3 separate regions of the Ovis aries genome follow, and regions 1 and 2 are each linked to region 3. Evidence: chromatin contacts called from public Hi-C data. All regions are on one chromosome and are shown on one strand. Each heading gives the region's core, a stretch centred on a gene start, on an enhancer-like site or on the middle of the called end of the contact. The rest is flanking DNA. Distances are from core to core; before and after follow the strand shown.

Region 1 (4,175 bases), core at 514-3,013, 77 kb after region 3:
GAACGAGGGGCGGGGGGACCGAGGAGAATGAGAAAAGGAGAATGGCACGGCCCTGGGATCCATTTCAATTCCACAACTTATATGGAGCGCCACGCACTAAACTGGGCGCTAAGAAAATAATATCTAATAGATATAAAGCAATTAAGCACTTCCTCTTGACTGCCGAGTTCAAATTATACCACTTCATCCGAACCTCACAATTCCCAGTAAGGAGATCCTGGTCAAATGCTGCCTTCCCGGGCTCAAATCCACTTAACCGCCTTGCCTCAAGCCCAAACGCTGGCGGCACCTTAGGCTCCCGGGCGCTGGCGGGCGAGACCTCAAACACTTTTGCCTGCCACCGTGTTCCCGCTCACCCGCGACCTCCGCCGGGTCCCGGCCCCCCCGGTGCGTACCTTGCAGCGCAGCTCGCGGCCGGTGTGGATGCACAGCGCCCGGGACACATGCTCGCGCTCAGCCAGGGGCAGCAGCAGGTAGTCAGCGATGCGGCTGGGCCCCGGCGCGCTCCCGGAGCCGCCGCCGGCCCCTGGAGCGGCGGGCGGAGGCTGCGGGGTGCAGGGAGAGCCAGGGGGGCTGAGGTAGTCCGGGGGGCTCGAACACTCGGAGAGACGTGGGCACTTGGCCGCCACGGCCGCCGCGTCGTCCGCGTCCAGCAGGCGTTTGGCCGGGGTGCCCCGGCCGGCGGCGAGCAACAAGGCCGGAGTGCGGGGCTGCGAGACGCCGTTCATGGCAGAGCGCACGGGACCGACCCGCATCCCGACCCGGGCCGGGGCGGCCCCTGCTTTATAAGTCCTCGGATCCGCCCGGAAAGGCGCGACGGGCGCCGCGACTTACTCCAGCCCGGGGGATGGAGTTTGCAGACGGAGCTTGGTTCTGCCCCCACTAGGGGCAAAGCTGGAGCCGCTCCTGGTGCACGCGGGGATCACGCTGGCAGCGCGTCCGCGGCGCGGAGGCCGGCTCGGGTCTCTGGATCCTCGCGGGTACCTGCTCCGGGCGCCTAGCAGAACAGCGGCAGCCGCCGCTATTGTTGTCGAAGCTGCCGACAGTCGGGGAGGCAGAGGCGGCCGGCCTTCCCGAGGTTCAGAGCGGCGAGCACAGGATTCCGCGGGCTCGCTGGAGCCACGGAGCAAACACACTTCCCAGAGCAAGAAGTCTCGTAGCGAAAGCCAAAGCAACTTTTCCGCGGCGCTCGGAATCCGGCGCGCTCTTGGGCTCCCGGCGTGAGTGTGCGCGAGCGAGACGCTCTCGGAGAGAGTGACTGAGTGTGAGTGAGTGTGTGCGCCGCACCGATCCCGGCCAGTGCACTCCTCCTTCTCCTTTTCCTCCACCTCCTCCGCCTCCCGGTGACTCACGCTGTATACACACACACTCACAGGCCGGGCTGTGTAAACAGTTGGGAAGCCGGGTTGTGCAATGAGGTGGCTGCGACGACTCCGGCCCTGCCGCCGGGCGAGCAGTCACCGAAGCGGAGGGGGAGGACAAGGGCGGGGGGGCGGCGGGAAGGGGAGGTGGAGCTGGGTCGGCGGGGGCGAAGGGGTGGCCCGAGGGCTGGGATGCTCGGGGCTGAGCGCGCTCCGGCGCAGGTGGTGAGTTCTGAGCCCGCTAGGGCGCGCGCACACATTCCCCCCAGCTCCCCCCAAACCCTCAACAGGCTGGTCTAGGCAGGAGGCGGCGCGCGCCCTCCCGCAGGCCGTGGACTCAGCGCTGGAAGCCGGGGGAGGAGGCGGAGGAAAAGTTCCCGTGACGTCAGGGTCCCGGGGAAGTGGGCGGGAGGGGAGGGGCCGCGGGAGGTGAAGCGACCGGTGATTGGTGCGCGCTCCTCATTCACTCGGAGCACAATGGACCGCGGGCGCGCGCACCAGTTCTCCAGCACCCGCCGCTCCCTGCGGCCGCGGGGTGACTCCTTTTGCCCCGGGGGATCCCCTCGCCGCCCCGCGCCTGGGGACCTCAGGTTGGAGCTGTAGGCGTCGCCGAGACCCGGCGGTAGCCGGAGGAAGGGAGGAAAGAGAAGGTGATGAATTCCGGAATCACTCATTCACCCCCACGCGGTAGTTCCGGGGAAGACCTATGCGTGGTAGTGTATGTGACGGTTTTTTTTTTTTTTTCCTTTTCCTGCCCCCTCCCAGCTCTAATCCCCAGCGTCTGTTCGCTTCCACAAATAGAACCTTCTGTTGGATGAAATAAAAGCAAACACTAGGCCTTCTGCTCTCCTCCACCTCCACGCCCCTCCCGCGCCTGCCGCCCGCCCGGATTGCACGGAAATAGCTTCTCCCGGCTCCCCGGCCGCCCCTTCGCGGTGACTCGCAGAAAGAGCTTCCTGAGCCGCGGCCGGTGGGAAACAAAGGATGTGGGGAGAGGGCGGAAGGGGCCCACGTGGCCGTCTCCGAATTCCTGTCCCCTCCCCGTGCCTCCTCCGCAGCCTCCACACGCGCAGCAGGGTCTAGAGCCCCGGGGCTAACCCGGTTCCTTGGTGACCGGGTGTAGTGATACTACCTACATCCAGGCGCTCCTGCCGGGGCGTGTGCATGCACTCCTGCAACCTGATTTGCGTGAGCTCGAGATGTGTCAGACCCTGCACAGAGCTCCATGAAAAAACAACCTAGATGCTGTCGCTTTTCTTTCGAGAACCAGGTCAATTCGGAGTCCCTGGACACAGAACACAGATAACTGTTATCAGAGTCCCTTCTGTACTTCTGCTAAATGCTTCATTTTCTAAAACCAGATCGAGCCCTAAGGATAAATCCTTTTCCATATTAAGTCTCCATTCATTCAGCAAGCACTAATGAAGCATCTAAGCTAGAGGCTGAGGATTAAGAAGATGAAAATTAACAATAGCTAACACTAATTGAACTCTGTAACGTGGCAGGCGCTGTTCTTAGCGCTTGACACACTGATGTTTTACAACTACCAGTAGTTATTTTTTGTCCCTTTTCACAGAGAAGCCTGCAAAGATTAAGTTACTTGCTGTGGTCAAATTCGCTACTGAATGCATTCAAGCTCTTAAAGCATTTGTGGGGACTCAAAGTAGAGATTACAATTTGTAGAGTTAGGGAGGATTCCATCTAGAAAGCATTTGACCTGGGGGGATATTTGGGATTGTAAAAGATTTGCAAGGAGTGAGGGCGTGGGGAGGTGGGAGGGTGGGCGGGGCAGGTAAGACAGGATGTGGGGAAGGTTCAGGTAGAAGTTAAGAGGCGAGGTTGGCTATAAGGGTGGAGCTGAACCTGCAGAAATCATCGGAGAAAATCTCCAATGCCTGCTAAGAAGGCTGCACTTGATCTTGTAAGCAAGAGAGAGTCCACCTGAGGTTTTCCTTCTTTCAAGTTAATTTTGTGCCAGTTATTTAAGATCCACTGAGCTGCCCACTGATGCTGAAGCTGAAATTCCAATACTTTGGCCATCTGATAATAAAGAACTGACTCATTGGAAAAGACCCTGATGCTGGGAAAGATGAAGGCAAGAGAAGGGGACGACAGAGGATAAGATGGCTGGATAGCATCAGGACTTGATAAGCATGAGTTTGCGAAAGCTCCAGAAGTTGGTGATGGACAGGGAAGCCTGGCTTGCTGCAGTCCATGGGGTCACAAAGAGTCAGACACAACTGAGCGACTAAACTGAAACTGACTGAGCTGCCCACTGGCCATCATCACTTGGATGGCAAACTCAGCAAAGGCCATCAGCCTCTTTGTCTAAGGTGTGCACCCCCTTCACTGCCTCTTCTAAAAGAAAGGCATTGCCACCATCATCCCTGGGGACAGAATCCCTGGCAGTCATTTCCCCTTGAATCCACCTTTTTTTCTGTCCCCTACTGGGTTGTCACTGGGTCCAGTCCTAGTCCTGCTTGCTCTCAGAGACATCCCCTGGCCATCCCTGCTCAGCTCCCTGGGGCTGCCCCACACAGACTTTTTCTCATGCTCCCTTGCCCACTGGCTTCCAGCCCATTCTGCCCAGAATGAGGCCCTGGAGGAAGATGGGAAGGTGCTGCTCTGGGCCCTGGCTGCACCTCCTCTGTGGCCCAGCTACCCCTACCTGCCTTCAGCCAGCCCCTGTGTGTGGCTCTCACCAGGTGCTGCCAAGATCTCCCTACAGGACTGAAGGATTTATCCACCCATGCCCACCCCACCCTCTACGCTGGGGGCGCTGAGAGTGCCTTTTGGGAGTTTTGGAAATTGCCT
Region 2 (3,902 bases), core at 1,241-3,740, 100 kb before region 3:
ACTGTTATACACAAATTTGCATCTAAACCAAGTCAGTGAGATGTTGTGAATTTAGTTGGGTATGGAAGCTGAAGATAAGTTCAGGCTGAATAGAAAGATGTCTTTGCTCAAATCTAGGCAGAAGAGGAGATGGCTAAATTGTTTAAGGACTGCCACCAGTTAAAATTAGTAAGAAAGCTTCCAAAATTTACTGAGATATTCCGATTTTATTAAATTCTTGCTGCAACTCTGAATTATCTTATTAAATATACTAACTTGTAATACTAAGCTAAAGAAAACATGGCAATGGCTTCATCACGAGTGTGCACACACACACAGATTCTCATTATTCATGGTAGTTCTGTCTCATAAAGTTGCCATGAGCACTATATTAATGCTGTACCACTGTTCCTAGGGGAAATATAAGATTAGGTTCCCGTGAGCCTCTGGTCACAACATTTTCATCAATCCATCAATTTATAACCTTGTTTTATATGTGTTTCTGTTTAAAGGTGCTGGTTTAGTCACTAAGTCATGTCCAACTTTGCAACCCCATGGACTATAGCCCACGAGGTCCCTCTGTCCATGGGATTTCCCAGGCAAAAATACTGGAGTGGGTTGCCATTTCCTTCTTCAGGGGATCTTCCCAACCCAGGGGTCGAACTTGGGTCTGGTGCATTGCGGGCAGATTCTTTACCAACTGAGCCGCCAGGGAAGTCCATATTTAATTTATGTTGTTGATTCATCAACACTGAACTCACAGTTAACAACGCTATAACCCATGTCTGAAAGAAGCTTAGTTCATACACCTATATTCCCCATAAGATACGTCATAACCGTCTATGCTTAGGGCACTACACAATATAAGACACTTTGCTTGGGGGCAATTTTAAACAGCCAAATCACCCAAAAGAAGCCCCAAAATACTCAAAAGGTGGCACTAAATAGAGTATAGAAAGGACCCTTGTTTACAATACAAGAGCTTAAGAAAGAAGACTGCACTGTTCAGGTGGGAACATGAGTGCTGGGTGAGTCAAATGTTTTCACTGTTCTACACATGACCACAAATGATTGTGAAAGAACCGCGAATATAAGTTTAGGGGTTACAAGCAAATATTAGCAAGTACGCAAATTTGCAAAAGCAGACTTCACAAATAATGAGCATCAGTGGTGAGTAGTGTACGTATTATACTAGAGTGTGGTCCCCAGGGATGCTGGCCCATTGGGAACCCTGTCCTCTGGTTTCAGGCCCTCCAAGCAGACACAGAATAGCTGCAGCTGTGGTTGGTGGCTTCTCATGGTTCTGAGCAGCACTCACATGCAAAGAACGCTTAGCCAATGCTTTCTCTGTGGACTATTTAAAACAGCCTGCACTACTCTCTGCCCAGGAGTCGTCTCCTAATACATCCTCCCAGTTAGTGGCAACTTTGGTCCAAAGTCTCACCCAGCACCCTCCTTCTTGAGCCCCCACCTGACTCCCACACGGGCAGCTGAACACTCTCATCTCTCCCTGGCCCCTTGGACCTTGTGTGATAACAGGATCCATTGTCCTCTCTGTATCCCCACCTAGGGTTCTAGACCCAGAAAGCAGAAACCACATCTAGTTCTTTTTTTTTTTTCATTTCCCATACCTGGCACAGTTCCAATGACCAGGAGATGCTGAATGTTTGAATCACTGAACAGTAGAAATGACAGGGTCATTCCAGGCCTGAGGATGCTCAAAGTGGGGAGCATGACCAATCAGCAGCCCCACTGGGGAGCCTGTCAGCAATGCAGATTCCCTGGCCTCTCCCCAGACCCTTGGAATCAGAATTTCTGGAGAGGGGTCTAGCAAACTACATTGTAACAAATGTTCCAGAATATTCTTGTGCCCACTAGATTTCAGAAGCTCTGAGTTTGTTTGACTCCCTCCACCCCATTCCTTTACAGTGGAGGGTTGGTAAAGAGACACGTTTCCCCAAAGGCACACATTTGGTTAAGGGCAGAGGTAGAGAAAGAGCCCACAGTTCTAACTCTTGATCCTGAGCGTTCCACAGTGGGGAGACCAGCTGCCTTTGCTGAAACCAACTTTTCGCAGTGTTTGTCCACAAGACAAGCATGGTTCTCATCTTGGTCCTCATTCATGGATCTCCTCTTCCTCTTCTTCCTCCCCCTCCTTTTTCTTTTTCGTTTCCCCTCCTCTTCTTCCTCTCTCACCCTCTCTTCCCCTATCCTTCAACTTGGGGAAATAGCTTAAGCTCTTGGGCACCTACTTCCTTTGCATGTCAAATGGGAACAACCACCCCGTCCCCTGGCCAATTCAGGTCAACCCAAAGAACACAAGTTACCTCCAAGTGGATGCTCTGGTGCTGACTGGAATGACACAATTTAGAGGAAAGGCCTTGAAAAATTAAAAACGTCCACTCAGAGGGCAAGACTTAGCTTTAAAGCCTTCCTCCACCTGGATTCCCACCACCAACCCTCCCTGCCCCCACCATCCTCTCCCTCAGCTGTGAGAACAGGATTTGTTTTTTCTGCAGTGGGCTCTGGGTTATACATACAGGCAACTAGGTGAATGTTCTGGGAGGCCGTTAGGGTTTCTCAGAATGAGTCATTTTTTCAAAAATAACAAAACCTCTCGACATCACTTGATTTCAGCATTCTCGCCAGGCTCTTGTAACCTCTTTTGCAATTGCATTCCAAACACGCCTGACTTTTTTCTCAGGCTTGATGGCAAGTCCCCCCCTCCGCCCCCCCCTCCTTCCAGCAGAAGGCCTGAGAGACAAAGAAACCAAGCCCCAGGATCTGCCTATTCTGGTCCAGAATATGTGTAGATTTCAGAGGGAGGGAAACGTTTTGGAGGCTCTGGATGTTGGCAGGGGGTGGGGGTGCATAAGATCAAAGAGGCTGCCCTGGCTTCCAGCCTGCAGTTATGCACTGGACTTTGACAAACCACCCTGCTGCATCTCCTTCTTGACCCTAATGAGGACTGAATAAGGATCCCAAGGAGCTTCCCAGGTGGCACAGTGGTAAAAGAATCCACCTGCCAATGCAGGAGATGCAGGAGACTTGGGTTCCATCACTGGGTTGGGAAGATCCCCTGGAGGAGGAATTAGCAACCCACTCCAGTATTCTTGCCTGGAGAAACCCATGGACAGAAGAGCCTGGCCAGCTACACTCCCCGGGGTGGCACAGAGTCAGACATGACTGAGCGACTGAGCGTGCACGCACGCACACACTACAAGGATCCCAAGAGTGATAACCAACCACTGCTTAATGTGTCATGGTTTTACAAGGCACAGTTCACCTCCATCACCTCCTGTGCTGATGAGAACACTAGAAGTTCCTGGAGAAGCTTGGAGAAAGTGAACGTCTGGCCTGAGTTCTGACAGTTGATGATGGTGATAGTCTCCACGCACTGAGTGAGCCAGGCGCTTTATCGCTTGCATCCACCCATGCCCAGATAGGTTGTTACTCTTCCCATTTTCTAGATAGAGAAACTGAGGCTCAGAGAGGTTAAGTAACTTTTCCAGTGCCCCAAAGCAAGTGGCAGAGCTGGAACTGAAACCCAGATGTGCCTGGCTTCAAAGCCTGTATCTTTTCCAACCTCTCAGAGGCAAATCCTGCTCTCCAAACACTTTGCACACTATTCCACTAACACTTGTTGTGGATTTGAATTTTCACTCTGTATGCCTCCATCCTATGAGCTCCTCAAAGCAAAGACAGTGCTTCATTCATCTCTGTACCCTCAGCACACAGCTTGCTAATTGACACAGAGGTACACACCCACCATTGGATGAAATCCCTGACAGACTCAACCTCTGGTCCTCAAAGGGCAGAACTGGGTGTGTCCCCTACACTCACTGCTACCCCCATTCCAGAGCACTTGGAGCCTATGGTCTCTAGGAAGTGTCATGTCTAAACCTGCTCCTTGGACCTCCTGA
Region 3 (3,592 bases), core at 379-2,878:
GAGTTAATTTTTGTAAGGTTAAAATAGGTGTAAGAGAGTGCTCTAGTTCCATTCTTTGGCATGTGGCCACCCATTTTTTTCCAAAACCACTTATTGAAAAGATTGTCTTTTCCCCATTGCATATCTTTGGTTCCTATGTCATAAATGTATTGGCCATGTATGCATGGGTTTATTCCTGTGCCCTCTGTTCTGTTCCATGGATCTATGTATCTATTTTAACGTTAATTACCATACCGCTTTAGTCACTATAGCCTTGTAATATAGTTTGAAATCAGGGAGCACGATGCCTCCAGCTTTGTTCTTCTTTCTCAAGATTGCTCTGACTTCAGGGTCTTTTGTGGTTCCATACCAAGTTTAGGATTGTTTGTTCCTAACTTTAGATTTTCTTCTCTCCAGTGCCCCTTCAGGCCCCAGCTTTTATCCAAAACCACTCCAGCTCCTTTAAAAAAAAAAAGAAAAAAGTAATCATGATTATGAAGGACAGCTATAATTTCTTGCACTCTGGCAGTAAAAATGAAAAAAAAAATCTATGATAATGTGCTATGATAATCATTTATATAATAATAGCTAGCACTTATTTAGAACTCCTTACATACCAGGCATCCTTCTTTCAATTTTACCTGTATTAGCTTATTTATCAATTCTATGAGAAAGATGCTATTATCCTATCATCCCCATTCCTTAAAGATGAGGAAACTGGGGAACAGAAGAGTTAAGTCACCTACTTAAGGACACACAGCTAATGAGTAGCAGAGCAAGGGCTGAAACTCCAGGTTTTACAGTCTGAGTTCTTAGCATCTATATGAGCTGCCTCATGCAATCTTCATGTGTTCTTAATGACAGCCTTTCCAGGCAGATAGCATTTCCTGATTTTACAAATGAGAAAGCTGAGTCTCAGCTCTATCTGGACATGGGCACCAAATCACGATATTGGAACCCAGTATTATCTAATCTCAGAATCAGAGGTCCCCATCACCACACAACTCTGCCCCTCAGTTCACACTCCTCTGATCTTTGGGGAAACAAGAAGGGCCTCCCCATCTCCAGAGTGATCTGAGCCTGCTCCGTATGGTCAAGAACTTCTCACATCAGTCACCCAGTCAAGGGGAGACCTCTGGGGTTTCTAGATCCAAAGCCTGGGTGTCGCCATCAACCAGTTACCCTAGCACCTCCTCAGATTTTCTAGTCTTCAACTCCTTGGTAAGCGCGAGGACTATGTTCCATGAGGGAGAGCCCTGGGCTCCGGGGTGGACTCGGGTGGGCGAGGGGGACCCTTGGAGTTCAGAGGAAGCCACAGACCTGGGTTCCTGCAGCCCCCACTCCCAGCCCCCAGAGGCCGCACCCCTATACTTCAGAAACGTGTAATTCGCAGCCTTACCCTCCTCCCACGGACATGGGGTTCAGCTGCTGCTGATTCATTTTGAGAAGCTCCGCTTTCCACAGCTTCATGAGGAAGGATTGTCCCCACCACCAGGGCCATGTGTGTTTGCTATGATTCATCAGATGGTCTGCAATTGCCTCAAAAATAGCCCTTACGCAATCCAGGAGCCGCTGGGAGCCTCGGCGCAGGGGCTTCCCCTCTTAGTCACCCTCTGGGCCTCGGTCCACTTCCACGCAGCCACGGGAACACGGAGGGGCAGGCACATGCCCAAAAGAGGAACTTGGGAGACTAGCAGGCAGGGTGAAGCCCGCCCCCCCATTGCTGGCAACTGCGATGAGGCAAGACTGCAGCTGCGGGCCCTGTAGAAGTGAAATGTGCCCAGTAAACAAAATCTCCCGGGGCCAAGGGTGGCCGCTGGCCTGTGCCCTCTGGTCCCCGGGTCTCTGGATAGGAAGAAGGCCTAGACAGGGCCCATCTTCTCTTCCTGCAGATCAGGATGTTTGATGGGGAGGCAGGCTGCCACTGAGGCTGGAGCTGGTCTCAGCCTAAAGAGGATGCCCAGAGGGACAGAAGGGAGGGAGGTGTCCCCATCGGAAGCTCTTCCTGCTGGCCCTGAAGCCATTTTGGTCCAGTGGTTTTCAATTCCAGCTGCCTACAAAGTCACCTGGGGTGGAGGTGGGGCTGTAAGGGCAGGGGGGAGAAGTAATAAACTCAGGCTTGGTCTCCAGAGATGCTAGGTGGGGCCTGGGCACTGGTACATTTTTTCTTTTTCCCATTGGTGCTTTTTAAAGCCAGACATTTTAGAGTTGAAAACTACTTGCCTAGTCCAAGCCCTCACTTTGCATATAAGGAGTCACTGGACCTGAACTTTCCATTTGCCTACAAAGCCCTGCATGGCTTGGCCTCCGATGTCCCCATCACCTCTCTGAGTTCTCTCACTTTACCTCCAGTCTCTTCCTCCCCCAATCTCCTCCCCTTCTTCTTCCTCCCTCTCCTCTCTCTTTCTCCTACCTCAGGGCCTTTGCACTGCCTGTTACCCCTGCCTTTAGCCCAGGTCCCTCAAGATTCCAAGTCAGAATCCATGCCTCAATGCCACTCCATTTTCTCATTTTGCTTTATCATCCTTCATCACATTTGTTTATCACCTTATCCTCCATTCCCAGAAGGGGCAGGGCTTCCTGCTGTACCCCCAACACACCAGCATAGTGACCGGAACACAGCAGTGGCTCGATAAATCTGTTTGCTGAATGAATGGACAACCCAGTTTGGGGTTCACACCTACACCAACGCCCTGACCCACACCCACCAGACCAGCACGTCATTTGCCAAACCCCAGGATCACATGTTTTTCTGTAAGGACTAGTTTATGAATGCACACAAAGCAAGCTCAGAACCAACACTATTTCTCGTACAAACAGAATCTCCAAGACACACCCACAGAGGACCAAGAGCTGCTGCATAACCAGCATACCAGGGTGACCACAGCCAGAAAATAGCCTCATGGGAGGCCCTTCTGATGATGCTCCCACCAATCAAATGCACTCAGACTCCCATGGGATGCTGGCCTTCACAATTTACTGGAGCCAAGCTCTTGAACTGCACCCCCCATCTTGTCTTCAACCAATCATAATTCGTATATATACAACTGTTTATCAGTCACAAAATGACTTCACAAAATGCTCAGTCCTCATAACAAACCTGGGAGCTGAGTGCTACAGGCCTTCATTTTCCAGATGAATGTCCTGGATCCCAGAGAAGTCAAGTCACTTGCCCAAGATCACACGGCAAAGGCACAATGAAGATTAGTGAAAAAGGGAAACTGTTAGTCATTTCATCCATGTCTGACTCTTTGTGGCCCCATGGATTATAGCCCAGGCTCCTCTGTCCATGGGAGTTTCTAGGCAAGAATGCTAGAGTGGGTTGCCATTTCCTCCTCCAAGGGATCTTCCTGACCCAAGGATCCAAAAGCTGTCTCCTGCATTTCATGCAGATTCTTTACCATCTGAGCCACAACAAAGATCAGACTTAAAGCTAACTCTCAGCAAAAGCCATTCTTCTATCAGGGCCTCCAGCCAGCTCCCACTCCACACCAAGTGTGATTTATCACCTGCTTTTGTACCAAGCTTTGTCCTGGATCATGTAAGGCTGCTGGTAGGAAACTCCCCCTCCTGGAAGACGAAAGGCCTGCCATCTTCAAGGACATACAAAAGA

Evidence for each region. Hi-C and Micro-C count contacts between places; a contact is called where the count stands out from the background.
Region 1: a Hi-C map of blood shows a contact between it and region 3, with 2.3 times the contacts expected there. The contact joins the promoter of TRIB1 here to the enhancer-like site in region 3. A contact is called at or near these places in 5 of 16 Hi-C or Micro-C datasets (blood, liver and muscle).
Region 2: a Hi-C map of blood shows a contact between it and region 3, with 1.9 times the contacts expected there. The contact joins two enhancer-like sites. A contact is called at or near these places in 3 of 16 Hi-C or Micro-C datasets (blood and hypothalamus).

Annotation. Positions count from the first base shown.
Region 1 is chr9:27,817,000-27,821,174 of ARS-UI_Ramb_v3.0, forward strand. It overlaps TRIB1 (tribbles pseudokinase 1), which reads right to left and starts at 1,764. Exons shown (of 3, transcript XM_015097737.4): 1 at 396-1,764. The coding sequence starts at 755. LOC121820328 (a long non-coding RNA gene) reads left to right here and starts at 1,823. Exons shown (of 2, transcript XR_006060812.1): 1 at 1,823-2,011; 2 at 2,127-4,175.
Region 2 is chr9:27,638,096-27,641,997 of ARS-UI_Ramb_v3.0, forward strand. No RefSeq gene overlaps it. Among named protein-coding and RNA genes, the nearest start is that of TRIB1, 180 kb to the right of the region's middle. Within about 2 kb of position 2,491, at least 14 of the 54 cell types and tissues checked have an H3K27ac peak or open chromatin away from gene starts, as enhancers often do.
Region 3 is chr9:27,740,418-27,744,009 of ARS-UI_Ramb_v3.0, forward strand. No RefSeq gene overlaps it. Among named protein-coding and RNA genes, the nearest start is that of TRIB1, 77 kb to the right of the region's middle. Within about 2 kb of position 1,629, at least 13 of the 54 cell types and tissues checked have an H3K27ac peak or open chromatin away from gene starts, as enhancers often do. A contact at or near this core is called in liver, where this site is marked.